7 separate regions of the Mus musculus genome follow, and all the other regions are linked to region 2. Evidence: chromatin contacts called from public promoter capture Hi-C data. All regions are on one chromosome and are shown on one strand. The core of a region is the stretch at or near the end of the contact, and the rest is flanking DNA. Distances in the headings are between cores, read along the strand shown.

Region 1 (3,865 bases), core at 572-3,071, 1.0 Mb after region 2:
TCCTGTCCTCTGTGTCCCGCACAGTCCTGGCTTCCCACCCAGCAGGGCCAGGAAGCAGAAAACAAACGTTTGCACAGAGCAAAGTGAGCAAAGGCCACTGGTCACTCGTCCTTCAGAAACTTGAGCTGGCCCAGTCTGTGCCACAGGGCCTTGTTGCCACCTGGCCCACAGTGTGTGGTTGTGGGTACCTACATGCCTGTGAGACCAAGGGAACCTTGACCATCACGTGGCTGCTTTTCCCGTTTATCTAAGTAAGCAGTTCAGGCCAGCTGAAGCAAGGAGCCTGCCATGCAGTGAAGGACAGAGGACGGGAGCTGTAGTACAGTGGAGGGCCCTGAGCCAGGGGTTAGAGCTCCCGGGCTGGGACCAGCCCTGTATAGATCCTCTCCAGCAGACTCTCCAGCCTGCGCCTGTACCATCCATCTGACCACAGAAACTCCCCTCAGCCCTGCCTCAGAGAGGCTGGAAGCTCTGGCAAGGCAGAGCTCTAAAAGGCAGCATCCTAGCCAGAGATGGGGGTTGGTATAAGAAAGCTGCCTCCAACTGTTGTGGCCCAACACATACCCAGAAAGCCAATGAATGTGTGTGATGTCCCTACTGTGTGTCAAGTCCTGGTCTGTGTGGAGGTAAAGACTTTCTCTAGAACCTCTGGGGAACCCCATATCTGACATACTTCCTTCCTGTTGGAGGATTGAGACCAGTCCCCTGCCACGGTAAGGACCCTATGACCTTGTCATGAGTTGCCCTGTCTGACCTCCCATAGCTCAGGATGTCGAAGCCCCCAGTCAGAGCTCAGTGAGGCAGGTAAGAGACTTGTGTTCCTCGAGGACCAAGGACTGAGCAGGTGTTTCTAGCCGAGGAGGGGCCTTTCCTCGGGCCCCCTTTCCCAGAGCCAGAGCAGCTGCCTGCAGCTGACAGATATGCAGGCCAAGATGACCTCTGAACATCTGGGGACTTCTATGAACCCTCCAGGCGGGATAAGACAGCCCTGAAATGGGCCTCGCTTGGCCGTTGCCGTGTTCGCCAGTCTTTCTAGGAACAGTGCTGTCCTTCCAGGCCCAGAAAGAGAAGAGCTGTAGTTGCCACTGAGTAGTGAGGGAGTCCTATTTGGTGAGCTACCTATGTTCTTGTCTGTATCCCCTTCTTGGCTGGCTCATCCCTCTCTTCTTTCTTTTGACAAATATTTCTTGGCATGTGTCCTTGCCAGCCCTGTGTTCCAGGAAAACCAGCCCTAAAGGTATTAATGGTCAAATCAATGGCAGCCTCCCAGATAGGCCAAAGGGGTCAAGAAGGTAAGGCGTGTTAGAAGAAGCAGCTATGTATAGGAATTGAGATACAGCTAACTGGGCTCTGGGAGGGAGAAGGACTCTCAGTACTGGGTGCCAAGATGAGGAGGTACCGAGGGCCACCTCAGAGCATGCAGGGCATCACCAGACTTTGCTTCAATAACATTTGAGGATACAATATTCAGCACGAAGAAGATACATGGGGAGCCTCTGTGCAGAGAAAATCCAGAGGGGTGTGGCTGGTGACTGCCATTTTACCAGTCCCATGTGAATATGGGTGCTGAGCTGGGCGGGCACAGAGTAATGAAGCTAGAGCCATCTGGGCCTTCAGGTTGGGTTTCCGCTGCCCACAGTCATCTGGTTGTTCTAGTGTGCTGGCCACCTGCCACTAGACTGAAGTCTGACCTCTATCCTCCACCCTACTTGTCTGAGGCCACAGACCATTGGCCTTCAGCATCTCTGAGCCCCTCCCAAGCTTCCTGCCTCAGAAGTCCCAACTCTCTAATCAGGCCCCTTGTCTACAACTAGCAGCCAGTGTGTGGCTCCTATCAGTTCTGCCAAAGCTTAGCAGATGCACATTCCCGCCTGTCAGGATGTCCAGGGCCAGGAGGCCGGCTGGGGCTAATCTTGGTTGGGGGTAGGGGGCACTTGGGCTACCATGTGCAATCAGAAGAACTGTGTTCCAGGGAAACCCTGGTCCCTCCCACTCTCAATGGACAGAAGAGGGTTGTAGGCCTAGAGGCCAGCTAGGAGGCCTTGCTTACTCTGATGTGTAAGAACTGCCTGGGGGAGCAGTGAGGAGCCAGGGGGGAACTAGGAGACTGTGTTTATATCCACTAAGCCCCCAGAGCAGGCCACCCACGTCCTTTTTTACTGTACCCCCAGCCTGGGTAGATATAGCCCCAACTCCTGTGAGCCATGGAGATTGGGCTGAAGTTACCTACGCTGCTAGAGTCAAGTGTGCATCAGTGGCTCCATGGACCTTTCCCTGCACACTATCAGCTGGTCTGACCTGTCAGCACTAGGCAAAGCCAGTTCCCAAAGGCCCTGTCCAGCCACATCCGAGGTTGTATGCCCGGGGAAGAAAGCAAGTGGTGCTTTTATCATGGCCTCATCCTGTAAACCAAATGGTCAGAGGCTCAGAGGTCAGAGGCCATGGTGGCCAAGCCCACCAGGCTTCCCAGTCCGTCCTGCCTCCAGAAAGGATCAGCCCTTATGAAGCGGCCTCTGAGGCCCTCCCTCTCCCCTGGGCCCAGTGTGAATTGATGGGACAGGAAGCTGGGGGGAGTGGGAGGATGGGTCTAGCCCAGGGATGAAGTACAATGAAGCGTGTCCTGTCCCCAGGGCCACAGGCACACAGGTCACCCCCACAGGAAGCCCGACCCAAGCACTACCTTGGCCCACCCAAGCTTCCCGACTGAAGCGTCTCCTATTCCCGTGGGAGCCACCACCAAGAATCCTACCCTCTTGAGAAAGGAAGGCGTGCCCTGACCCTGACCTGCTCTGCCTCCTGCCACGCTGTCCCACGGGTAGGGGCTTCTCACCCTGCATATGCATGACTGGGCTCCTTCAGACAACCACTGACTTCAGGCACACAGGAGACACCTCAGGGCAGGCCTGTATGCCGGAGGCCCAGATTCCAGATTCTTTGTTCAGGATCTGCTGCCAGTTTGGTGGTCCCCGCAAGCAAGTCACGTGTCCATTCTGGGCATCATCTGTAAAAAGCCAGGGACAAGAAGACACTTTGCCTAGCATAAGCAGTCAGTGAAATAAAACCCTTGGCAGAGGATGAGCTAGTGACTGGTGAGAACATCTGGACTTGGGTGACCACTCACAAGCTCCTCACACATCCCTGAGGGTGAGGAGGGCCCTCTGTCCGTCTTCCAGCCCAGCAGGTGAACCATGTCTGAGCTTTGCGTTTCATAGGCAGGGGTGTCAGGTCATTGGATCTGAAAAGTGTGTGTGTGTGTGTGTGTGTGTGTGTGTGTGTGTGTGTGTGTATACATGAGCATGTAGACGTGTGTGTTTGTGTGTGCTATGAGAAGGTCCTCCTCCCTCCTGGCAGATACCTGAGACAACCTCTTCAAAGCTGCTTGGCACCAGCCCAGTTCAGTGTATATATGGGTGTCTTCCCAAGGCTTCCAGGGAGTGGGTCAGGACTCCAAGGAATGTGGGTTAAGACTTGGAAGGGTTAAAGGAGATAGAGGGGTGTGCTTTGAACTAATGTACCTGTTAATGAACAGAGAGAGGGGAAGTTCCAACACGGAAGCCGCTCGGTCTCAGGATCCACTCTGTCAACCTGGCCTCACAGAGCCTTTGTCATTGCTTGGTGTTGTTGGGTGATCCCTACAAGTCCGACCAAGGGGACCAGAGCCTTCCCAGGAACAGACATGCAGAGGGACGATGACACAGTGCCCTGACGTCCTTAGACTGGGCAGGCATGGGTTCTTGGGAAGAGGAATTGGCAGTGTGCACTGGACGCAGGGCCCCTGAGTCACAAAGAGACAAAGTTAACCAGAGGGCCAGGCCAACCTTGGTCTCTTGTGGACTGGAGTGGTTGTCCAGGGCTGACACCATGC
Region 2 (3,734 bases), core at 1,016-3,515:
AGAAATGCTTTAAGTCTGTTTCCTAGCAAGGTCTGGTGGGGTCCAGACCATCACTTTAAAATAGTGCCGTCAGCACTGCCGTTTGGGGGCCTGCTTTGGGGACTTAACATACTTGTGTGTGTTTGTGTGTGTGCAGGCAGAAGTGCAGGTTGGTCTCCTCTGCACACTAAGCCCTGTACTCGGGTATTTCCCTTGGAATAATGCTGTTAATTCATGTTTGCTCCACTTTATGCAAAGCATTAACTTCTGGTTCAGGCAATATTAAAAGCTTATTTTGTGTCAGATCAGAGATTCACACACATACAAAAAAAAACCCAAAATATATTTTGAGATAGGTTCTCTCTATGTAACCCTAGTTGGTATGTTGGTGCTTGCTTTGTAGCCCAGGATAGCCTCAAGTTCTTGGCTAATCCTCTTATTTAACTTCACAGATTGGTGTGGTCATTCATAGGTGTATGCCACCACAGCTGGTTCAAATAGATAGTTTCTTTCTTTTTTTTTTTTTTCTCCATCCAGAGCTGGGCATTGAACTCAGAGCCATTGCATACTGAACAATGTAGATTGTACCCAGAGCCTTTGCATATTAGACAGTGTTCCGCCACTGAGTGGACCTACATCCTCAGTTCTTTTAAAATTTTAACTGGAGCCAGGATCCAGCCATGTCATCCAGGCTGGCTGGATAAAAACCAGTCTTTTAAAAACTCACAAGTTTTTAAAAGACTCTCAGAAAGTCTCAAAGCCAAAAGAGCCACAATCCTCCCTTCCAATCCAATAAACTGCTAGGTGTGGTGCCCCACTTGGGAGGTGAAGGCAGAAAGATCAGGAATTCAGGATCATTCTTGGCAATGCAATGGATTTTTCAAGACCTTGCATGGGCTTCGAAGGTCTGGTTTTAAAGAACCTAAAGCCTCACACACGAAAAACCTTATGAAAAAGTCACTAGCAACTCGTGGTGTCACGTCAATGCAATAGGGGTGAGTAGTTAAGGTTTCTGCTATTTCCCTGGTGTAAAGCAGGGATGCTGACTGAAAGGCCTTTTTTTTCTCATTAATTAATTTATTTACTTTACGCCCTGATCAAAGCCCCCACCCCACCCCGACCCCAATGGCTTTCTTAAATGCCTTCAAGATGAACTTTTTTGGAGACAAGTTTTACTTTATTTTATTCTTTTTTTTTTTTTGGTTTCTCGAGACAGGGTTTCTCTGTGTAGTCCTGGCTGTCCTGGAACTCACTTTGTAGGCCAGGCTGGCCTCAAACTCAGAAATCCACCTGCCTCTGCCTCCCGAGTGCTGGGATTAAAGGCATGTGCCACCACGCCCGCCCGGCACTTTATTTTATTCTTGAGTCAGCGTCTCACTGTGCAACCCTGATTGACCCAAAACTCTTTGTAGGCCTCAAACTCAGAGATCTGCCTTCCTCTACCTCTTAGGCCCTGCTTAGTGGAAACAATTTAAACCAACTACCTGCCTCTAAGATTTAAACTAGTGGTTCTTAGCCTTGCTAACGCTGCGGCCTCTTACTACAGTTCCTCATATTGTGTTAACTCTTGACTATAAAATTATTCCTGCCGGGCAGTGGTGGCGCACGCCTTTAATCCCAGCACTTGGGAGGCAAAGGCAGGCGGATTTCTGAGTTCAAGGCCAGCCTGGTCTACAGAGTGAGTTCCAGGACAGCACAGAGAAACCCTGTCTCAAAAAACCCAAAAATAAATAAATAAATACTTAAAAAATAAAATTATTCTCGTTGCTACTTAATTGTAATTACTTAATTGTAATTAATTTGCTGTGATTTTGACTTGTAATGTAAATATCTGTTTCCTGATGGTTTTGGGCAACCCTTGCAAAAGGGTCGTGACCCTTTGGCTGAGAACCGCCGATTTAAACAAATGACATTGAAAGCGAACTTTACTGGGTGAAGTAGCGCACATTTCTCAAATCCAACGTGCCTGGGAGGCAGAAGCAGGCCGTTCTCTTGAATTCGAGGTCAGCGTGATCTACAGCGATAGTTTCAGGGCAGCCAGGGCTATATAGTGAACTCCTGTTTCAGAAAACAACAAAATACAAATGCAGGACGGAAAAGAAGGGAATGGGAAATATACACGCGATTGTGTAACCATACATCAATTTGAGTGGATCCAATTCAGGCCAGCCAGAGCCCAGGTCTGGGGCGTGGCTAAGGGCTAGCGAGGCGTGGCTTCAAGTACTTTCGGTCAGGCATTGCTGTAGTCTACCCCAAGGCCTTAGCCACGCCCCCGCGCTGGGGTCCTTCCTTGCGCGTTGATATGATTGGTCGGCAGTGAGCGGTCCTCTTTTCCTCCTCTCCAGCTCCGGCGCCGTAGCCATCATGGTGAGTCTCCTCGGGCTCTCAGCACTATCCGTCGCTTATCCGCGCCATCCCTGCCTGTTCGGGGACCCCACTAGAGCTGCAGCCATCCGGGGCCCACTTACTCTGCTCCGGCCTGCCTCACGGAGGCCGGTCGCCCGGGGTCGCCGAGTCGCGGCTGTCCGGCACCGCCGTCCGGAACACGCCGGGCTTTGGGCTCCCGGGCCTCGGCTATGGAAACCCCTGTGGAGCTTCAGGGGCACGAGTGAGGCGGGCGCTGGCGGGCCAAGGTGACGAAGGCGCCTCCGGCTCTTGGGCCAGCGGACTGAGCGGTGGAGCAGAACTTGGGTGCCTCGGGGACCGCCAAAAAGTGGCCTTGTCCACTTCTCTGAGGCGGAGGACTGAGCCTTCCGCCACGCGCGGGCTGTTCTTTGACTCGTGCATGGTGCTATCGAGGTGACTTAATCCCGATTCCTCGAGTCGAGCTCGGAAGGCAAGCAGCCATGTGCAAGCTGCCGATTTGAGTTGATCTCTGCTAATTTTCGTGTCTGTTTAAGCTCGCTGAATGCCAGCTACTGCGGTACTTACTCTAATTAGGGAAGAAGTTGGCGAAGTCCTGTGTCTGGGTAGCCACTGAGAGATGCTGGGAACCACTGAGACTTCTCTCTCCAAGCACTAGAGGCATTGGTTGCAGCATGTAGAGAGTCCTGGTGGTGTCCAGTGTCAGGTGATCAGGGATTCTCAAATCAATATGTGAGATCACAAAATCAGTAGTACTTCAAATGATAGCCATAATCTAAAGTGAAGTTTGGATGACGTGAGAGAAAATGAGTTGTTTTATGGTAGTTTATGAGGCGCTGTCGCCTGCTTTGGGGCTTTTTTGCCTTTTCTTTCCTTTATAGCTTGTCCCCAATTCCTGCCTCTTTCTAGACTGCATTGCTAGTAATTGCTGAAAGGCCAGAGCAAAGGCAAGACGAGATTTTTAACATCTTACTGACTTGTGTGTTACCTGCAGAATGACACAGTAACCATCCGGACCAGGAAGTTCATGACCAACCGTCTGCTTCAGAGGAAACAGATGGTAAGGATCAGAGTCAAAATGTGGTCTTTGTGTCTGCTTTTGAAGATGTAGTTAACTTGTAAGGAGTACTGACTCTTACACCTCTTTATAGGTCATTGATGTCCTTCATCCTGGGAAGGCAACAGTACCAAAGACAGAAATTCGGGAAAAGCTGGCCAAAATGTACAAAACCACACCAGATGTCATCTTTGTATTTGGATTCAGAACCCACTTCGGTGGTGGCAAGACCACTGGCTTTGGCATGATCTATGATTCTTTAGATTATGCAAAGAAGAATGAGCCTAAACACAGACTGGCAAGAGTAGGTATCTTATTCTTTAATGGATACATG
Region 3 (3,441 bases), core at 703-3,202, 1.2 Mb after region 2:
CACACCAAAGGGAGCCCTCCGTTAGTTAGAGGCCAGAGGACGATGCCAGCCAGAGCCCCACAGAAGCAGCCAGGGCCTTGCAGCTTTGCCCCAAGCCAATCCCTGCTTTTAAATGACCCGCAGCGGGGAGCTCTGAAGAAGGAGCTCTGAAGGAAAGGAACATTGTATCTGGACAGCAAGCAAGCCATTTCCCCCCATGTTCTCTTTCCTTCCTCCTACCCATACTTCCTTCTCTGAGACTATTCCATGGGACCCACTTCCCTCTGGGTTCTCCTTTCCCCAGACAGCTGTAGGGGCACATGGTAGGGAAGCAGCATAGGCCCCCAGGGAAACGACTCCACAGCAGGGCCTTCATGGATCTCCAAGTCTCTCAGTCTGGTCCAGCAGGTTCTCTGCTCAAAGCTGCCTGTCTCCAGCCCAGACCTTTGCTGGGTGCACCAGAGCATCTCAGCAGGCAGGCATTTTGTGGCATTTATGGCCTGTCACTCCCTGTATTTCTCCCTCCATCCAGAGCTCGCTCCACACTCCTGCTCACCCAGCAAGTGCAGCCTCTGGCCCTCCTCTGCTTTTTCACTCCATCCAGCTTAGAGTCCCCTGCTGGCTTGTCACTCGCCTGCTTTGTGCCAGGCTGGTCTGTGTCCCCCTGAGCCTCATGGCCTACGGTGATGCCTGTGGTGATGCCAGGTTGTCCGCTCACATGAGTCCCATCTGTAAATTCTTTGCTCCCTTCTCCGATGCTGCCACCCAAGGCCTTCTCCTGCCTCCTGTCCACTGCCAGCGTCCTCATTTGTCATCGGTCATTAGCCTCCCTCTGTGCTCCCTGGCACTCTTAATATAGATTGAACCAGAAAGGTGACCCCTAGCTGTTGACTTATTGTCACCCTAAAAAAAAAAAAGGCACAAGGAAAGCTGCCACCTCCCCACCCCTCCTCTTCCTTTGTCCTGTTGTTAAGGTTTTTTCAAGCAGTGTGTTCAGTATGCAAATCAATTATTTTAAGAATCGCTTTTGTAAATATCTTTGTGAATATTTTAGTATTGTCTTTGATAATATTCAACATTTTCATGACCTGGTTATAGCCTTTGCTGGTGTTTTTAAAATATCTTGACTCAGTGACAAAACCCGAGTCCTTTTTTAAAAAAACAAAAACAAACAACAAAAACAAACAAAAACCAACCAGGGCTATTTGTACAGATGAGAGAGGAGCAGAAGAGGCGGCTGTGCTCGAGTTGAGAGACCAGGCAACCCACTGTTGAGAACCACTCTCAGTCAGCTGGTAGGGACATTACACCAGGTACCCCGTGGCTATCCCTACCCAGTGTCGGTGGCCCGGCACAGGGCCGTGCTCTGTCGGACTGTACGGATTGTTCAGCTTCAGACTGACAAATGCCTTTCTCACAAGTTCCTGCTTCTTGCCGTGATACTGTGCCCCAGAACAGCCTGGGGTCCCTGCTAGTTCCTGTCAAGGCATGCCCAGGTTCTCCACAGCTTTCCAGTGCAAAAGGCCTAGACACTCCCAGTAGCCCAGCCTCTCTGGTCATCTCTCCGTTCACACCCGAGGCTACACCTGAGGCTGATTTCCTAAGGCTCCCTCCCAGGCAAGTGCCCACCAGCAAGTTCACCACAGAGCCTGAAGCCCACACTCCGGAAATGTCTCCTTCCAGAGAAATGTTGGAGCCGATCCAGGGTTTGAGAGAGCTACAAAGACATCGGGGGCTGGAGCCATGCCTTGGTAGTGACAGACGCAGGTAAAGGTGACATCCATAAACAGAGGCAGGCCTAGGCTCTGGAAAGATCCTCAGTCCTTTCTTACAACAACTTGGAGCCATAGTAACCTCCGAAATGAGGTCTCAGCAAGCCACTTTACCACAACGAGCAACCCACCCATAGGCACGTACCAGCCGCCACTCAGCTAAGCGGCTGGGCTGGGAGAGAGCATGCGCAGATGGGAAAGGCCCCGCCCCCCGCACAGGCGATCACCCTCATCTTCTTGGTTTGAAGCTTTATTCATGTCTCACGTATCCTGTAGCCATTTTATTTTTTAAAAGATTCCTAACACTTTCTCCCTAACGGAAGCCCTAAATCCCAGAGAGCTACAGGTCTGCTCCCCATGGGCCCTCGGGCCTGACCAATCCAGACGAGGCAGAGAGCAGCAGCGACTCAAGGGCCGTGTGTACATATGTAAATGAGAAATAGACATGTCAACAAGATACATTCATTTCTCCCGGAATGTGTATTGTTTTTATTTTACAAAACAGAGAAACAACAAAAGGCTTGGAACTCCTTCATTCTACGTGGAATACTAGATCCCGTTTGTTAGCCTTCGTGACTCCGTCCTTGTCTCCTGTAATATACTGACCCTGTGTGCAGAGGCGTTTTTGTTCCCTTTTGTTTTTATTTTTACCTACATGTACTATTTACCTTCTGTGTCCTGGCCCTGCCACCTGTGTATTTTTAGGGTGCTATGGAAACAATGAAGAGAAACGGGGATTTCAGAAGAAAATTGTAACCAAATTCATATACTTTGTATAAGTTTTTGATATCATGATCACAGGTGATTCACACGTACACACATCCACACCCACACGTGCAGCCTGAAGTGACGTCCACAGAACCCGCCCTTGTCTTTGTACATCGTATGTACACTGCAATCATTTCATACTTTTGACTGGTCAGAAAAAAAAAACTAATTGTGATTTCTAGTCTTGCAAAGCTGTATGCAGTTAGATGATGTGACCTCTAATATTTATCTAATAAATATGTATTCAGATGAAACCTGTATATTAGGTGTTCATGTGGTTATTTTGTATTTAAAGATCAAATTATTTGATTATTGCTAGACATTTCTATACTCTGTTGTAACACTGAGGTATCTCATTTGCTCATGTTAATTTTTTTCTAAATAAATGGACAAAAAATGAAGGTTCTGGTGAGTTAGCTGTTTTATGGGTGTTAAGGACTGGTCTGAGGGAATGGCCTTTGGTGTTTTGTTTTGTTTTAAGATTTATTAAGTTTACAGCATTCTGCCTGCACATATGCCTTAAGGCCAGAAGAGGGCACCAGATCTCATTATAGATGTTTGTGAGCCACCATGTGGTTGCTGGGACTTGAACTGAGGACCTCTGGAAGAGCAGACAGTGCTCTTAACTTCTGAGCCCTCTCTCCAGGCTTTGGTTTTTAAACCACCACCCTATCCTGCTGGTCTGTGCACACACAGAAACAATGGAGTGGTCTGGGTGTTGATGTGGAAGAATTCTGCCCTGGTGTCCCCAGATGAGATCCTGAAACCCATGTGACTGTGAATAGCTCTGGGCATCTGTCCCTCTTGGTGAGGAGCGATATCTCTTGTTGATGGCTTGTGGGACAAAGTTTTGTGATGACTGGCTAAATATAGGACCCTCAACAGGACCAAGTCCTGAAGGGGAGCTGAGTCCTTAGGCCAT
Region 4 (3,586 bases), core at 232-2,731, 1.4 Mb after region 2:
AACCTGCCTTCTACCCACAACTCTGCAGGCCACGGTACAGGGCTGCTTTTCTCTACATAATATAATGATTTTAGTTACCCCTCCCCCTTTATTTTGTACCTTTAGCTTCTAGCTGCTGTACCTGGTTCTCCTCTCTCACCCATCTCCTTTCCCCTCCCCACTCTCCTCACAAGGCTCTGGGTCATGACCATTCTGGATTCTCCCAGATGTGTCTGCCTTTGACTATGTCTCTTTTTTCTCTACAATAAACCTTCTCCTTCACCATACCTAGGAGTAATCATGTTCCTCTGCTATTTATTTATTTATTTATTTATTTATTTATTTATTCATTCACTCTGAAACCTTAAGCCTGAGTTTCCCGCTGTGAGGCAGTAGCCTGGCAGGCTAGCTCATTCCGATCTGCTGGAGCAAGCAGACCACACCTGCCAACCAGGCTTCTTCCGGCTCTTACAGTCCACTGGGCTCCTAAAATGCAAATGACAAATGGCTTGTTTGCAAATCAAAAGTGGGCCATGAAAGAAGTGTACCCCAGGTGGGAGCTAGATAGTGAAGAATCCGTAAGGGGTGGGGGGAGATCCTGTGCAGTCTTCCGAAGAACCTGGTTGGTCCTGGGGCGTCAGTTGAAAGGACACTCGAATATAAAGTGAGGGGAAAAAAAAATACTGCAATCCTGTTTTATAAACAAATACATTTGCTTAAGCACAGCAAGCAACACAAACGTAGAAGTGTGTTGAACATCTGGAAGGAGGTGCCTAAATGTGAGCTGGGGAGAGTAAGAGACTTAATTTTTATTTTTAAATGTTACACAATCATACTCACTATACTACCTTTTTCTAAATAAACAACCAACGTGGGTCTTCTCCTGTTATTAACATATTAGTATTTTTGCTACAATAGATGTACCAATATTGATGCATTGTTATTAAATCTATATATGGTCCAGATGTCATTGTTTTTTTTAACTTAGTGTCCTTTTCCCAGGATCCCATCCAAGATGTCACATTACTTAGTTTTCATATCTCCATGTGACAGCTTCTCAGACTCCTCTTGTTTTGACAACCTTGAGAGTTTTGGACAGTCCTGAGTTCCTCAATTGGGGCTTGTCTGATATTTCTGCACGATTACTATGGGGTCATGTGTCTCCAGGAGGAAGACACCACACGACAGAAGATCAATATAAATTACCACTGCTGATGTTGGCCCTGGTCACTGGTTGAGGTGGTAATTTTTTCCATTGTGAAGTTTCCTCCTGCCGTACACAGTGACTGTTTTAAGTTTTTTTTCGCTGTCAAACTCCTGAAAATAAACACCCGCGAGAATGTCCTCTCATCCTGAGGTCTAGAGCGGCTTTGCTCCGGAAAGCTCGGGGCTTCCTACAAAGCTACCACTGAAGCGCAACCCTCACCTGTGGGCGTGGTCCCACGCACCCCGCCCCTCCAGAGAGGCTCCGCCCATCTCGTGCGGCTCCGCCCCGGGGCGACAAACGCGGCCGCGCCCGGAGAGTTTTCCGCCTTGCCGGCTCCTCCTTCGACCGTGCGCAGACACTCTCGGGTTAGGATCCAGGAAAGCGGGAGTAGGAAGGAGTTGCTATCCGAGCTCAGTGTCCCGGTCCCTGGTGCCAGGTGCGTGAGGGTCCCGGCGGGCGGCTTCCGCATGAGGGGTATTCGCGCGTGGCGTGGGGTGCAATGTTCCCCCGAGGACAAGGCCCGGAGTTGAACGGGGTCAGGGCAGGTGAGCCTGGGACCGCAGGGTCCCAGGGTGTGCGAACTTGGGGGTGACTGAGGTCTTACCTCAGTGCGCTTCCGGGAGAAGCTTGAGCGGAGCCCAGCGGGCCGAGAAAGCTGTCTTTGGGAACTTTGCTCCGGAACTGCAGGGCGCGGGTTCCTGGACCTGCCACCCTGGGTTTATATAAGGCAGGCTCCTAAGCGGTCCAGAGAATGCACGATTGTGCCAGATGCCGTGTTGCCTGCCTGTCTTCCTTACCGCGTATCCAGCTAGGATCCCTCTGCCCCTGCCCCCGCTTCTCGTTCCAGAGTCTTCAAGAACGCTTGCTTGAGCTTGGCAACCCGGACGTCCCGTGGGCTCAGGCCAGTCTCCTAAAGGCGTACAAGGTGTCAAACAAATCTGGGGGAGAATAGCTAAACTCATGCTGGGCACATTCTCTTTAGAGATTTTTCTCCCCGCCGGCTAATCAGTGGGCGTCCTTGGAGATTGGGTTTCCCAGACCCTACACCTAGAGTGTCAGCCTACCTGTCTGATCCCTTTACAGGATTCAACTAGCTTGCTCCCTGCTTGCTCCGAGGCTGCCTTGCCCCGAGGCTGCCTTATTGCGGAAGAAAGCTACAAATGCGGCCCTGGGTTGGGCTGTTCAACTTTGTTGATGGCGGTGTGTGTCATTGTCGAAAGGATGACTAGACTTGGACCCAGATCCTTGCGGGGAAGGGCCAGGTGTCTTGCTCACCCTCAGCCTGCTCCCATTATTCTCCTTCATTATTTTCTTGCTTCCGTCAGTTGTTGGGAATTCCTGGAGGATTAACAGGGCTGTTCCCCCAAGGCTTTGTCTGTTCTCGGGATTCTCTAGCTGGGGAAGCAAGGTGAGCTCACCCACACAGTCTGTTGCTCTAAGACAGGTGTCCACTTCGGATTCCTCCATCCCTTCCTGATACCTCATTAATTTCTGCACTGTAAAATGAGGGTAATTATAATTCTTATTTCATAGACTCACTGTGAGGATTGTGTGAGTTAATTTGTTGTCTTGTTAATTTGGGGTGGGGGTTGTTGTTGTTTGTTTGTTTGCTTGCTTTTGAAACAAGGTCTACCAATTTAGCATTGGCTGGCCTGGAACTTGCTTTGTAGACCAGTCTGGTCCCAAACTTCAATATCAAGACTCATACAGACCTCTGCCTCCTGAGTGCTGGGATTAAAGGTTTGTGCCACCGGCCAGCAAGTTAATATTTTTAAAAAAGCATTTATATTATTTTTAGTTAAGTGTGTGTATATTCAGTTCCGCTGGAGCTGAAGTTACAAGTTGTGAACGTCCTGAGTCTGAAATCTGGTCCTCATCAAGAGCAGTATTCACTCTTATCCACGGAGAGAGCTTTCCTGTCCTATGGTTAATCTAGTTTTACCTTTCTTGTTTGTTTTTTTGTGTGTCGCCCTGACTGTTCTGGAACTCACTCTATAGACTCTGTTGGCCTTGAACTCAAAGATTTGATTGTCTATGCTTCCTGAGGGCTGGGATCAAAGTTGTATCCCACTACACCAGGCTTATTTTTACAATTTTTAAACAAATTTCATTTTGTATTTATAAGTGTTTTTGTCTTCATGTATGTCTGTGTACCATGTGGGTAGCTGGTGCCCTTGTAAGACAAAGAGGGCATTGGATACCCTTGAACCGGAGTTGTGAACTGCCATGGGGCTACAAGTGCTCTTAACTGCTGAGCCATCACTCCAGCCTCTTGAGTTGTTTTTCTTTTTTTCTTTTTTCTTTTCTGAGACAGTCTCTCTCTCTCTAGTTCTGACTGTCCTGGAACTCACTCTGTAGGCCAGGCTGGCATCAAACTCAGAGAGATCCACCTGCCTCTTC
Region 5 (3,590 bases), core at 812-3,311, 1.3 Mb after region 2:
ATGGACAGTTTTATATCAGAAATTAAAGAGCCCACATTTGCAAGCAGAAAAGTCTGCCGAGTGACAAGAAACAGATAGTAGTGATGTGTTAGATAGGAGCGGAGCAGGGAAACCTCTCATCCGAATCTGCCACAGATATAGCAGTCGGCTGCACACAAAAAGCTCTTACATAAAGGCTCCATTTATATGGGGAAAAAAAAAAAACCACAGAGGTCTATGTTGGATCAGTGACTGTCAGGGAAGACCTGAAGATAAGATAAACAAGGTAGCTGCTTCGCAGGCGTCTAGACCATGGGAAGAGAAGAACATCTGGAGATAGGAGTGGATAAGAAATCAGAAGCTTCACAGAGAAGGTTCCAACCTCACCAACCCATGGGGCAGAAGTGCAGAAAAATTAGTGTTCTTGGCCAGAATGCAGTTTTTTCCTTGCCTTGCCCTGGCTGCTGACTATAATGTCTTAGGGATGTGAGATGCTGAAGAAAGGATGCAGTCAAGGATTCTGGGAGGGGCAAGGTCATGGGATCTGGGGTAGAAATAGAAACAACAAGAAACACAATGGATTTGGGGAGGATTTGCCAGGTGTAGAGGATGGTACGGGCATTTTTTAAAAATAGTATCTCATTTAGTCTCCACAGCAATCTACTGGATGTCTCATTCCCACATTGTGGAGAAGAGGTGAGAGCCAAGAGCTGGTAAATAGTCTGCACATAGCAATGGCCATTAAGAAAGAACAGGGGGCCTGGAGAGATGGCTCAGCAGTTAAGAGCACTGACTGGCCTTCCAGAGGTCCTGAGTTCAATTCGCAGCAACCACATGGTGGCTCACAACCATCTGTAATGGGTTCCGATGCCCTCTTCTGGTGTGTCTGAAGACAGCGATAGTGTACTTACATACATAAAATAAATAACAAATCTTTTAAAAAAAAAGAAAGAAAGAAAGAAAGAAAGAAAGAAAGAAAGAAAGAAAGAAAGAGAGAGAGAGAGAGAGGGAGGGAGGAAGGAAGGAAGGAAGGAAGGAAGGAAGGAAGGAAGGAAGGAAGAAAAGAAAGAAGGAAAGAAAAAAGAAAGAAAGAGGGAAGAATAGGGACTGGACATAACTACTTCTGGCTGTAAAGCCCTCATCCCAACTTCCGCTGACCATGAAGAACCTTCTAGTACTTTCCCGTGGTGCATCTACCAACTGCCGTTGACAGACGCTGCTTTCCGGGAAGATCATGCTGAAATGTGCCTCCCCCCACATCCTTTCCTGTTGCCCCTTTGGCTCTATGGTAGTCATTGTTGTTATCCATGAGACATTCCTGTCTGCTTCTGAGCAGTGGCAGGATAGGGTGCATGTATGCTTATGTTCAGCATCAAGTTAGATATTTCCCTGGCTGTGGTTTTGGTAAGTGGTAATATGGTCTGGGCACGATTGGGAGGTGGTGGGATCTTTAATAGGTGAGGCCAAGTTGGAAGTCCCATTGGCCTGAATGAAAATGCCCCCCGCCCCCCCCCACACACACACACACAGGGAGTGGTATTATTGGAGATGTGGCATTGTTGGGATGAGTGTGGCCTTCTTGGAGGAAGTGTATCACTAGGGTGGGCTTTGAGATCTCAGAAAATCAATGCAGGCCCAGTGTCATTCTCTCTTCTTGATGCCGGCCAATCCAGATGTAGAACACTCAGCTCCTTCTCCAGCACCACGTCTGCCTGTGTGCCACCATACTTCCCACCACGATGACAATGGACTAAGCTTCTGAAACTTTAAGCCAGTCCTAGTGAAACTTCCTTTATAAGAGTGGCTGTGGTCATGGTGTCTCTTCACAGCAATGAAAAACTTAACTAGGACAGGGTATGGCCTTGGAGAATATTGGGACCCTGGTCCTTTCTCCCAGCTAACATGGGATGAGTAGTATTCTCCTCTCCAACATACTTCTGCCATGGTACAACCTCAACATAGGCCCAAGCAATGATGCTAACCAACCACAGGCCAAAATAAAACTATTCTCTCAGTTATATCAGATGTTTTTCCAGTGAATAAAAGCTGGCTAATACACTGTGTGACTTCCTTTGGCCAGTAAAAACTAGGCTAAAGTTTTAAAAGCTAGTGTGCAGTTTTAGCTCTGCCAAAATATGGGGAGGACTGTCTGGATGAAGCTTGATTTGGCCTGAATCCATGAGCTAGCAGAATGCACAGCAGCCCCCTGCCCCCACCCTGTTCCCTGTGCTGACCTGTTTTGAATGAGTAGCAGGAACAGGAAACAAAGAGTTGTGGAAGCCAATGAAATGTGGGGATTGTTTGTTATTGTAGCAAAACTTAACCTATCCTGGCTGAACTGGGTCCCCATGCTGGTGAGTCTGTACTAGGCCATCAACAATCCGTCCTCCTCAAAGACTTCTCTAAGCCGAATTGCCTCTATTTTTCCAGCTGAGTTCTCTACTTGTGACCTTCTCAACTGATGCCAGATCCATGGGACAGATCATCCAGCCACCTTCACAAAGCCTCTTGTCTCAGCATGCCACCCAATGATGTAGTCAGGGTCACCAAAAGCTCTCAGTCAGCAAACAGGGCAACCTGCTACTGCCTTCTCATTCTTTGGGGTCCAAATGGGCTTCAAGATTCAGAAGTAGACTGCTTTTAACCTGGATTTTTATCCTGACACTTCCACTGGGTTACTCAAGGCAAGTTCCTTAACCCCTCTGAGCCAGTCTTCTAAGCTAAGGCAACAAGTGCTGGTAGCCTTGTGACAGTTTTGAGAATGAGGTAAGGGGCCCTCAGTGCCCCTGTGTCTGGTGAGCTACACAAGTGTTGTTGCTCTTCCTCTCCTCCTCATCCAAGTTCCTTGGGGCTCATAAGCAAGGGGAAGGGGGAGGGCCTTTCTGGACCGAGGCCAGACAGCTCCACTGCCATTGCTGGATTCTCTTAGTCTTAGGCTCTAAGACACAGCTGTCCCTTGGCTCCTTCACCTCCATGAACCTGGGAGATAGGGGAGCAGACTACAGATGTCCAGGGCACAGTGAAGGCTGCTGAGCTAATCCTGGGACTGCTGGGGAGGCTGGGCTAGGGCTCAGCAGGCTTTCTCCTGCCTGTGGCCGCCTGTGGCTGGGCTCAAATTTCCCAGGCCCCCAGCTCAGCTGTAGGCTTCCCCTCCCAACCCTTAACCCCCAACTCAACTTTCCTTTGTGCCCCCAACGGGAGTATCAGAGGCTGCAGGACAGGCCCAGGCAGGGGTCTGAGAAGAATCCAGAGGCTGTAGCCACTCAACCCAAGTCATTGTGAAGCCTGGGGTCTCAGATACCTGGGGTTCCGCAGGCCTTTCAGGCTTCAGGCCTCTCGGAATGCTACTCACTGGGTCAGAAACCTTGGGCCCAGCTTTACTTTGTGGCGTTCGGACAACTCCATGCTCCCTGAACTGGCTGTGCCTCCCAGGAAAGCTTCTACCCAGCATGGTGGGGCAAGACCTGGCTCTGGGGTGGGAGCCTCTTGGTGTAAGCAAAACTCCACCTGTAAGCTTTCTCAGATTCCCCTGGCCCACAGACTCCAAGTGTCCCTCTGGTCTGTCTCCTAAGGAACTGGCATCTGACTGTCCTTTCCTTGTTCCTAGCAGA
Region 6 (3,898 bases), core at 701-3,200, 1.3 Mb after region 2:
TGCTAAGAGAATTAATAATGGAAAACACCCAGCCAGTAAAGAAATACTCCACAAACAGTTCTCCAAAGCCTTTGGTCACCTAAAGTCAGCTCCCCAAGAGACAACACATTGTTACAAGAAAGAAGATCCCAGCCAGGAACCATTCCGCAGGGCAGAGAGCATGTGTTATGGTTTATAAAGAGCCTTGGCATGTAAGTGCTTTCCCCCACCCCCACCCCCACTCCCACCCCGGGCTCTGCAGGCACCTTTCCAGTCTTGCCCCCATACCCAGACCTCCTGCACAGCTTCTATTCCATAGGGCAGCAGGGCAGCCTTGGGAGTGCTGGCCTTTCACATGTCTGTGAGTCTTCCCGTAAACCATGGCAGTGTTGAACACATACCTGAGACCAGAAAGGGTGATCTCCTGACGCCACATCTCAACCCCAGCACACTCCAGCATATACAGGCCTCACTCGCAATGACCTCTGGGTCAGAGGTGAAAGTGACCCCGTGTGTGTCCCTCTACCTCCTGCGTCTTTTAGCAGAGGGAAACCACAGGGGGCAAGGGAAAGGCACAGAGGGTATTGGCAATTTCCAAAATGGAGCAAACGGATGTGGGGTGCCATTAGTAGATGGATTCTGGGAAGGCTCTGGATAAGACCCGCAAAGGAGGCTGGGAGGTCACGGCCACCTGTGTATTTATCTAGCTGGTAACATGCACTGTCCAGTAGACTTTGTAACCGAATCCATTGAGCAGGCAGCCTTTGCAACACATCCCAGGTTTTGGGAGAAGGCACTAGGCAGCTGGAGCCCTCCCATCGCCACAGCCTAACCCTCCCCCCCCCGCCCCCCAAGGATTTCCCTTTCATTTCCTTCCAGCCTGGGAAGGCAGGGGACAGAACAGTCTGCTAGGTCAAGCCCTCAGAAACCACTTCCTATGTGCCTGGGGGAGGGCAAGCAGCTGCAGGGTGGATCTAGGGGTTCCCAAGTGGTGGGAACAGGAGAAAAAGCCCCTGGAAGAGCAACTACTTTCCAGGGAGCCCTCCAGGTTAAGAACTATGGAGGTCGGTGGGAGGATTCTTTTAGGCCCTTTCAGAGTTCAGAGCAGGTTCTGCAATCCTCCGTCCCAGAGAATGGCAGCCAGAAAAGTTCATAAGGTTGGGCGAAGGAAAGACTAGGAAGGGGCTCCCCGCCCTAGCCGCACCCCGGCAGTCTGCAGAGAATCCGGAGACACCCTTGAGCCTGCTTACTAGGAGCAGGGCTCCAAACTCGGAGAGGGGGCGGGAGGGCCCTGCCCAGGCCTGAGCTGCTCCGGGAGGCTCTGCCGGGAGGTGACGCGCTCCTGGTGCCCCAGGGACTTCGGGCGGCAAATTTGGCAGAGCTGATCGAAGTCAAGCCAAGCCGAACTGGGCAATGCGGGGCCGGCTTGGGCCATGCCAGGAAGAGCGGAACAGATAGAAGAGGGGCCTGAAACAGTGAGCGCCGGGCTGGCGCGCGCTGGGGCACCCACCTCTCCGCGCTGCAGCTGGAAGACGCTGTTAAGATAACTGGAGTGCAGGGGAGAACCCAGCTGCTCCGGGCGGCCCTTGCCGAAGGCCAGCTCCGGGGGCGCGGCGCCGGCGGGAGGCTCGGGCCGGAAGGCATCGAAGGCACTAGCCTGGTGTGTGTCCTGAAGCGACAGGTAGACCCAGTTGAGTAGCTGGGCTGGCTGGTACACCGAGGCGGCGCTCGTGTCGATGGCAGACAGCAGGCTCATTTTGCCGTGGCGGTGCCGGCCCCTCCCCGGCCGCCCGCTCGCGCCCCCCTCCCGGCGGAGGGGCGGGCACCGGGGAGCCTGTGCCCACTGCCAGCCGCCCCGGCCCCGACGGCTATCCGCCCCGCGTCCCGCGCCCCGCGCGTTGCCCGCAGCCGCCCGCCGCCGCCGCCGCCTCCCCGAACTGCAGCAGTGGGCGCGCACGGGCGGAGGAAAGAGGCAGAGAAAGTTGGGCAGGAAACTTTTGGCCCCGCCCCGCCTGCTGCCAGCCCCGCCTCGCCCGGGGATCCGCTATCTGCCTCTGCGCTGACCCCTCCGGGGACCGCTCCTAGGGTGGGGTCCACAGAGACCCCGCCCCACCCCGGCCAGTTCGGTCCTATCCTCGCTCCCCCATTGGTTGTCTTATTGAATATGAATGTGGGGGAGGGGCAAGACAAGAAAGAAGGCGGGTCCGCACATGTAGCACGCCGCCGACCCCCACACCAGGAGCGGCCCCTCCCGAATTTCCCCCCTCCGCCCCGGGGTCAGCTCAGCTCCCCAGCCTAGGAGCTCAGAATCAATTGGGCCCAAACATTCAGTTGGTTCTACTGTATGCTGGTTCCCATCACTTCCCAGGAGCTCTCTAGTTAATTAGGCGTTTGCAGCTTTTCCTTCTCCCAGTCCCTCCTCTTGCTGTTAGTCCGATTGTGTTTCTGTGACTGTCTCGATGTTCTCTAACGACACTTTAAACGTGTCTCGTTTGAAGCTTCCTTCTGTCTCCCTCGCTTCCCTCAAACACACACACACACACACACACACACACACACACACACACACACTCACACACACACACACACACTCACACACACACACACACACACACACACACACACACACACACTCCTCGCGCTATCACCATAGGACCCTCCCCCTCCCACTTAATTCCTTCCATCTGCAGAATCGTTTTGCGGACAGCCTGCGCTGAGGGGGGCCCCAGGTTCCTGCCCAAGGAAGGGCTCCCCTTCTCCTCCCCCCTTACACCCCCTCCCATCTCTTCCACTTCTCCTGTTTCTACTCCAGGCTGGCTTTTCTCTCCTCTTCTGCTCCCTGGGTCCAGCGTCAGCTCTCCCTAGTGTCTTGAAGGGGTTCCAGGACCCTGGCCTACAAGATCTCGGAAACCCACATTTTCCTGGAGGAGCCCGCATTAGCCAGTGGCTTCCCAGATCCTGAGGCCTTCATTCACCTCACAGTCCCAGAATGGTGTGTGCTGCCCCATATCCTGGGACCCAAGAACCAGGTCCAACCTCTCAGTGCCAACTCAGAGGAACTGACTGCCCTATGGGGACTCAAGTCACCTTCACCTCATTTGGCCCTGAAGCCATTCAGCCTGGTGTTAAAATGCCAGTAAATGGACTTCTGATGAGCCACCTCCCCTCTGCCAACCAGCCTGTGTTCTCTGTACTATGGGAATGATTATATTCATACTGGGTAGCTGTTGAGTGGAAAAATAGATTCAGTAAATAGAAGCTGTTTCAGGAAGGTCCTTTGTCCCCCAACCAGTCACCAAGCCAGGACACCTCAGCACATCTGTAGATGCTTGAATTCAACAGCTTTCAGTGTGACAGAGAGCTAGCCTGTGTCACCAATTGAGAGACCCTTTGATCTCCCTGTTTTGAACCAGTTTGCCTATCAAACAATTGGCAGTTACTAATTCAAATGACAACACGTATGCTAATAAAATCCCAATATGCTTCTTCATTCAAGACTTATCTCTAAGCCAGATGTAGTGAGCTTGATGCTAGCCTGGGCTGTAGTGGGTTGGTCCTGTGCTGTTGTGTATTCAAATGCTAAAATCTGTACCCCAAGTTCTGGTTGCTTCAAGGTGAGCAGATCCTCTTGCATACCATCTTTTGCTGTAAAAACCTTGCCCCCCTGCCCCAAGTGTTGTGAATTTGGTCTGACGCTTGTATTGTGTTAAATGGGTTCCCAAAATTGCAGGAGAATACGCATGTAAAATGTTGAGGGTCCCTGCCCCAAGTTGGTTCTGATTGGAAATTAAAGTTGCCAATGGTTGGGCAGGGAAACAGAGGAGGGACTTTAGGATTTTCGGGCAAGGGGACCAAGGAAGATGATTTAAAACCACCAGGCTGGGAAAAGAGTAAGCCTGAGAGGTATAGAAGAGAGAGC
Region 7 (3,618 bases), core at 778-3,277, 1.1 Mb after region 2:
CCCGGGCATCCTTCCTCAGAGGCCTCCAAGCTGTGAAGGCATAGGGCGTGGCCCCTGTGAAAATAGGTTAGAGGGCTGCAGGAACGGAGGACACCCTGCTAGCTCTGGCACTGAGGTAACCAGAGGCATAGGAGGGGACTGAGGAAGAATTTTAAGAATCTACTTTGATGGCTAAATGGTGAGCGCAAGTGACTTGCCCAAGGCCACTGAACCCAAATTTAGCAGTCAGTCAAGGTGTCACCGTGTGGGGTGCACATGACTGCTTGAGACTATGCGCTGTGTGTCAGGAGAGCCTTAATGGTAGCTGTATTGGTTAGTACTTGCTCTCATTTCTTTGTGTACGCCATCTAACTTAAACTTCCTAGATGTTTGTTTTAACCCTGGCGTGGGGGTACTCGCCTACAGTTCAGAGCATTGCCGGCGCCAAAGGAGGATTACCTCAAGTTTGAAGCTAACTCCGACTGCGCCAAAGGAGGATTACCTCAAGTTTGAAGCTAACTCCGACTAAATAGTAAGACTCTGCTTGGGGAGGGGGGCGGGACTTAACACCAACCACAAATTGTTTGTAAACTAAGGCACTGATGGCTACGCTAAGCACTCCACCCATGGCCACACACCCAGTGGAAGGCAGAGCCAGAATGTGAACTGGCCCCACCTGACTTTCAGGCCTGAGCCCCAGCCTCAACCATGGGCATAGGGAGCCACCTGCATCTTTACAGGGATAGGGCTGGCTCCCTGTTAGTTCCCATAAGACAGGGAGCTGCTTGGAGAGCCACAGCAATGCTATCTGCAAAGCACCTGGGCTCGGCTCATCTTATTTTCTGACTAGTCGGGGTAAGTCCAGGAAGAAAGTGTGTAGAGTAATAAAGAGGGAGGATGGATCCTTGCCATCCAGTGGGAGCTAGCCTTATCCAGGAATACCAAAATGGCCAGCATATCCCATGCTGTCAGCTGTGGCACAGGACACCCAGGTAGGAGCCTTCTTAGCATCCTCTAAGGTAGTCAATGTACCCAGTTTACTGTAGCTGCAGAACCAAAGAGAGTCTTCTGTAGGGCTGCCTGAGACCCACAGCTCCTATGAGAGGCACAGGGAGAAGCCATGCTGAACTGGATAGAACATGAGACATCAGGAAGAAAGCCAAAGCTAGTCCCATAGCTGAGCACTCAGGTAGAGCTCCAGAGAGACTCCTAGGAGGCCTGTCACAGGACAAAGCCCTGTGGGCACACCTTTGTTTGATGGGCAGTGGGGAGCCAGTGAACGTTGAGTTAGTAGAAGAACACAAGGCTATTTCTTCTCAGTTTCCATGGAGGGGATATTCATGTTGGGAACCCCTTCTACAGAATAGTTGCCCTCTTGCAAGCCCAGCCTTTAAAATGGAAGTCTAGTACGGGTGGGGACTAGCATGTTCAAACTGTTCATCAGAGATGGGATGCTAGGGTGGTAAAGAGCTCATTGAACAAGCCAAATGGAGATGTTAAGGGCCAGGGACTCTGAGGATGCAGCCATTGAGTGTCTCCTGCCTTGGGGGGAAACCAAGGCCTGGAGTTGAGAAGTGTTTGTCTAGAAAGGCCCAGAGCCCTTAGAGTAAATGCATAGCTCTGGCCTCTATCCGCCACAGCTCCAGTCTGCACCTGTTCTCCCGAGGGAGATCTCTTCCTGCATGTCTCTGACCTCAAGCCAAAGACGATGCATGAAACCCGGAACAGCTCACCAGGATCAGAGCAAGAGACAGTGAAATCCTTCTTTTACCCCTAGACGTTGAGGCTGCCGCCCTGGCTGGCCCGTTATAAGTGTGCAGTGGTCCACTGGCATTGCTGCCACCCTGGGCCTAGAACAGTTCCACTGGGTTGGAAATTTGCCAGCCTGGGTTGTGGTCTGCAGAGTGCTCCTGGGTGCTCAGCTGCTCGCAGCGTGAAATATGATGGGTACCTGTGGCTGAAGCTGCTGGAGGAGTGACATCCTGAGTCTCCGTGCAGCCCAGCCTGCACACACTGCCTAGCAGGACCTGTGAAATGAAAACATGTGTTTCCTGCTGGAGGCCGACACGGGGCTGGGCTCCATGCGGCCTTGGTAAGCTGGCCCGCTCTCAGGAAGCCCTGCACCACCCCCACCCCACCCCACCCCCCAAAGCAGTGCCACAAAAACAGTGGAAAAGTGAGCCTGCTCCAAGGCTGTTTCCACTGTAAACAGTGGCTCTTCAGCTGGTCCCCAGCCTCCTGAGTCAGGGCCAGACTCCTCCACCCTGCCTGAGAAGTACCTCAGCTGCCCTCCAGCCCGACAGTGGCCCACTCATAGAAGAAGCTCTCTGAGCCTTACTTGCACTTTAGATATAATCTGTCAAGACCCCTTTGTCTTCATGCACAGCCTGTGAAGTGAGAAGGCAAGTTCAGGAAGCACATCGGCACACAGAGAAGGACAGAGCATGACCAGTGTCACACAGTAAAGACAAGGCTGACACAGTCTTCTTCTGGGACTGCGGGTCTCAGAGAAAGATTCTGAGTGGTGTTCACTGTCTGATGCAACCTGGGTTTCTTTGAGTTTGTGCCATAAACTCAGGAAGGCAGCAGCATTTAGTGGGAGCCACATCTTCGTTGCCGATTTTAATAATGTCCTGTTTTCCTTAGTAACGCGTGTTACTTGTGGCCAGCCTGACAGTCACAGAAGTGGAAGGAGAAAAACAGAACTGCCCTGACTCTGCCCAAGGGTTCCTTCTTGCCTTGCACTGGGCTCCCCGCCTCCCCCCCACCCCCTACCCCGCCTTGTCACTTCCTAAGATCCTTTCATCTGTTGATCGTACGTCATGAGCAGATTTTGAGGGTCACTGTTTTTAAAAACCAGGGTTCTTCATGGCCCCAAGGAGAGAATGAGAGTACGTGACAGTTAGTTTTCTCCTGCCCACACTTGCTAGGATGGGTGCTACCAAGGATGCCATGAGGAGGTGCCCACCCTACAAGGAAGCTTCTAGAGAAGGTGGATTTACATGGGCCTGGGAGCTAGGTACCAAGAGGCTCAGTTTTGTAGTTTGACATAGGTTGCCTGTGGTTCACCCTGAAGCCAACTCAGCTGTGCCCAAGCTCTTTCTGTTAACTGCAAACATGACAATGCCTTCCTCCATTCACTTGGTCCAGATGTCAGTATCGAGTGCCTTCTGTATCTGTGTGCAAATGGTTAGGAAAGCCAAAAAAAAATAAAAAAGGCCTCAGGCCCCCACCTTCCCCTCCTGTCACCCGCTATGCCCCAGAAACCCAGCCAGGTCCCTCTTTGGAACCCTCACCAAGTCAGATCTGGAGGCCAGCTGGGCTGTGGGGGCAGCAGAGGTTCCAGGAGGAGCTATCTCCGGTCCCCTCCATCCGCCGACGTCCTTGGTGGCCCTGAGACAGCTTTATGGAGGACAGATTGAGGCTGTCTCCCTCCTGGCAGGTTTATTTCTTCATCTTTCAAACCCTGCTCTGATTTTTTCCACCTTGGCCTTCCCACCCCCACTGGCTGCCTGGCAAGCTTCCTCTCCCTCCCCGTCATCTGTCAGCCTGGCGAGGCAGAGGGCCACTGGCCTCCCAGGTGATTGACTTATGGGAGAGGCAGGCCAGGCTCTGCAGGAGTCCTTTTGGCTTCCTGCC

The links. Promoter capture Hi-C pulls out the DNA fragments that hold promoters and counts their contacts. Capture Hi-C pulls out chosen DNA fragments and counts their contacts.
Region 1: a promoter capture Hi-C map of pre-B cells shows a contact between it and region 2. The contact joins the enhancer-like site here to the promoter of Rps24 in region 2. A contact is called at or near these places in 9 of 39 promoter capture datasets (the 3T3-L1 cell line, the C10 cell line, HPC-7-derived erythroid cells and 5 more), 1 of 15 datasets of contacts at CTCF or cohesin (large pre-B cells), 1 of 484 Hi-C or Micro-C datasets (bone marrow-derived macrophages), 20 of 115 datasets of contacts at active chromatin or transcription factors (the NIH/3T3 cell line, SST interneurons, T-cell acute lymphoblastic leukemia and 16 more) and 1 of 9 other capture datasets (pancreatic islet).
Region 3: a contact with region 2 is called in a promoter capture Hi-C map of embryonic stem cells, with 5 times the contacts expected there. The contact joins the enhancer-like site here to the promoter of Rps24 in region 2. A contact is called at or near these places in 15 of 39 promoter capture datasets (the 3T3-L1 cell line, 3T3-L1-derived adipocytes, the C10 cell line and 9 more), 1 of 15 datasets of contacts at CTCF or cohesin (large pre-B cells), 3 of 484 Hi-C or Micro-C datasets (bone marrow-derived macrophages, embryonic stem cells and immediate neuronal precursor), 23 of 115 datasets of contacts at active chromatin or transcription factors (the 230-238 cell line, acute myeloid leukemia, craniofacial prominence and 13 more) and 2 of 9 other capture datasets (embryonic stem cells and pancreatic islet).
Region 4: a contact with region 2 is called in a promoter capture Hi-C map of pre-B cells, with 8 times the contacts expected there. The contact joins the promoter of Anxa11 here to the promoter of Rps24 in region 2. A contact is called at or near these places in 8 of 39 promoter capture datasets (the 3T3-L1 cell line, 3T3-L1-derived adipocytes, the C10 cell line and 5 more), 4 of 484 Hi-C or Micro-C datasets (CD4 T cells, CD8 T cells, pre-pro-B cells and 1 more), 6 of 115 datasets of contacts at active chromatin or transcription factors (large pre-B cells, pro-B cells, regulatory T cell precursor and 3 more) and 2 of 9 other capture datasets (adipose tissue and liver).
Region 5: a promoter capture Hi-C map of pre-B cells shows a contact between it and region 2, with 6 times the contacts expected there. The contact joins the enhancer-like site here to the promoter of Rps24 in region 2. A contact is called at or near these places in 11 of 39 promoter capture datasets (the 3T3-L1 cell line, 3T3-L1-derived adipocytes, the C10 cell line and 7 more), 1 of 15 datasets of contacts at CTCF or cohesin (large pre-B cells), 2 of 484 Hi-C or Micro-C datasets (olfactory sensory neurons and pro-B cells) and 7 of 115 datasets of contacts at active chromatin or transcription factors (astrocytes, embryonic forebrain, embryonic hindbrain and 4 more).
Region 6: a promoter capture Hi-C map of adipose tissue shows a contact between it and region 2, with 6 times the contacts expected there. The contact joins the promoter of Zcchc24 here to the promoter of Rps24 in region 2. A contact is called at or near these places in 6 of 39 promoter capture datasets (the C10 cell line, cranial neural crest, hippocampal neurons and 3 more), 10 of 115 datasets of contacts at active chromatin or transcription factors (the 230-238 cell line, astrocytes, bone marrow-derived dendritic cells and 7 more) and 2 of 9 other capture datasets (adipose tissue and liver).
Region 7: a contact with region 2 is called in a promoter capture Hi-C map of pre-B cells, with 6 times the contacts expected there. The contact joins the enhancer-like site here to the promoter of Rps24 in region 2. A contact is called at or near these places in 17 of 39 promoter capture datasets (the 3T3-L1 cell line, 3T3-L1-derived adipocytes, the C10 cell line and 9 more), 1 of 15 datasets of contacts at CTCF or cohesin (the NIH/3T3 cell line), 11 of 484 Hi-C or Micro-C datasets (cerebellum, cerebral cortex, cortical glia and 5 more), 23 of 115 datasets of contacts at active chromatin or transcription factors (the 230-238 cell line, bone marrow-derived macrophages, craniofacial prominence and 16 more) and 2 of 9 other capture datasets (adipose tissue and embryonic stem cells).

Annotation. Positions count from the first base shown.
Region 1 is chr14:25,523,345-25,527,209 of GRCm38.p6, forward strand. The region is part of intron 2 of Zmiz1 (zinc finger, MIZ-type containing 1); the gene reads left to right. Among named protein-coding and RNA genes, the nearest start is that of Mir3075, 9.2 kb to the right of the region's middle. Within about 2 kb of position 1,822, at least 50 of the 459 cell types and tissues checked have an H3K27ac peak or open chromatin away from gene starts, as enhancers often do. A contact at or near this core is called in pre-B cells, where this site is marked.
Region 2 is chr14:24,488,413-24,492,146 of GRCm38.p6, forward strand. It overlaps Rps24 (ribosomal protein S24), which reads left to right and starts at 2,266. Exons shown (of 6, transcript NM_011297.3): 1 at 2,266-2,346; 2 at 3,338-3,403; 3 at 3,495-3,704. The coding sequence starts at 2,344.
Region 3 is chr14:25,663,824-25,667,264 of GRCm38.p6, forward strand. Zmiz1 (zinc finger, MIZ-type containing 1) reads left to right here. Exons shown (of 24, transcript NM_001310666.1): 24 at 1-2,920. Among named protein-coding and RNA genes, the nearest start is that of Gm52102, 4.3 kb to the left of the region's middle. Within about 2 kb of position 1,953, at least 22 of the 459 cell types and tissues checked have an H3K27ac peak or open chromatin away from gene starts, as enhancers often do. A contact at or near this core is called in embryonic stem cells and pancreatic islet, where this site is marked.
Region 4 is chr14:25,840,674-25,844,259 of GRCm38.p6, forward strand. Anxa11 (annexin A11) reads left to right here and starts at 1,482. Exons shown (of 15, transcript NM_013469.2): 1 at 1,482-1,622.
Region 5 is chr14:25,800,575-25,804,164 of GRCm38.p6, forward strand. No RefSeq gene overlaps it. Among named protein-coding and RNA genes, the nearest start is that of Zcchc24, 33 kb to the left of the region's middle. Within about 2 kb of position 2,062, at least 21 of the 459 cell types and tissues checked have an H3K27ac peak or open chromatin away from gene starts, as enhancers often do.
Region 6 is chr14:25,767,122-25,771,019 of GRCm38.p6, forward strand. Zcchc24 (zinc finger, CCHC domain containing 24) reads right to left here and starts at 1,951. Exons shown (of 4, transcript NM_001101433.2): 1 at 1,490-1,951. The coding sequence starts at 1,735.
Region 7 is chr14:25,545,399-25,549,016 of GRCm38.p6, forward strand. All of the region lies in intron 3 of Zmiz1 (zinc finger, MIZ-type containing 1), which reads left to right. Among named protein-coding and RNA genes, the nearest start is that of Mir3075, 13 kb to the left of the region's middle. Within about 2 kb of position 2,028, at least 73 of the 459 cell types and tissues checked have an H3K27ac peak or open chromatin away from gene starts, as enhancers often do. A contact at or near this core is called in the 230-238 cell line, adipose tissue, bone marrow-derived macrophages and 4 more, where this site is marked.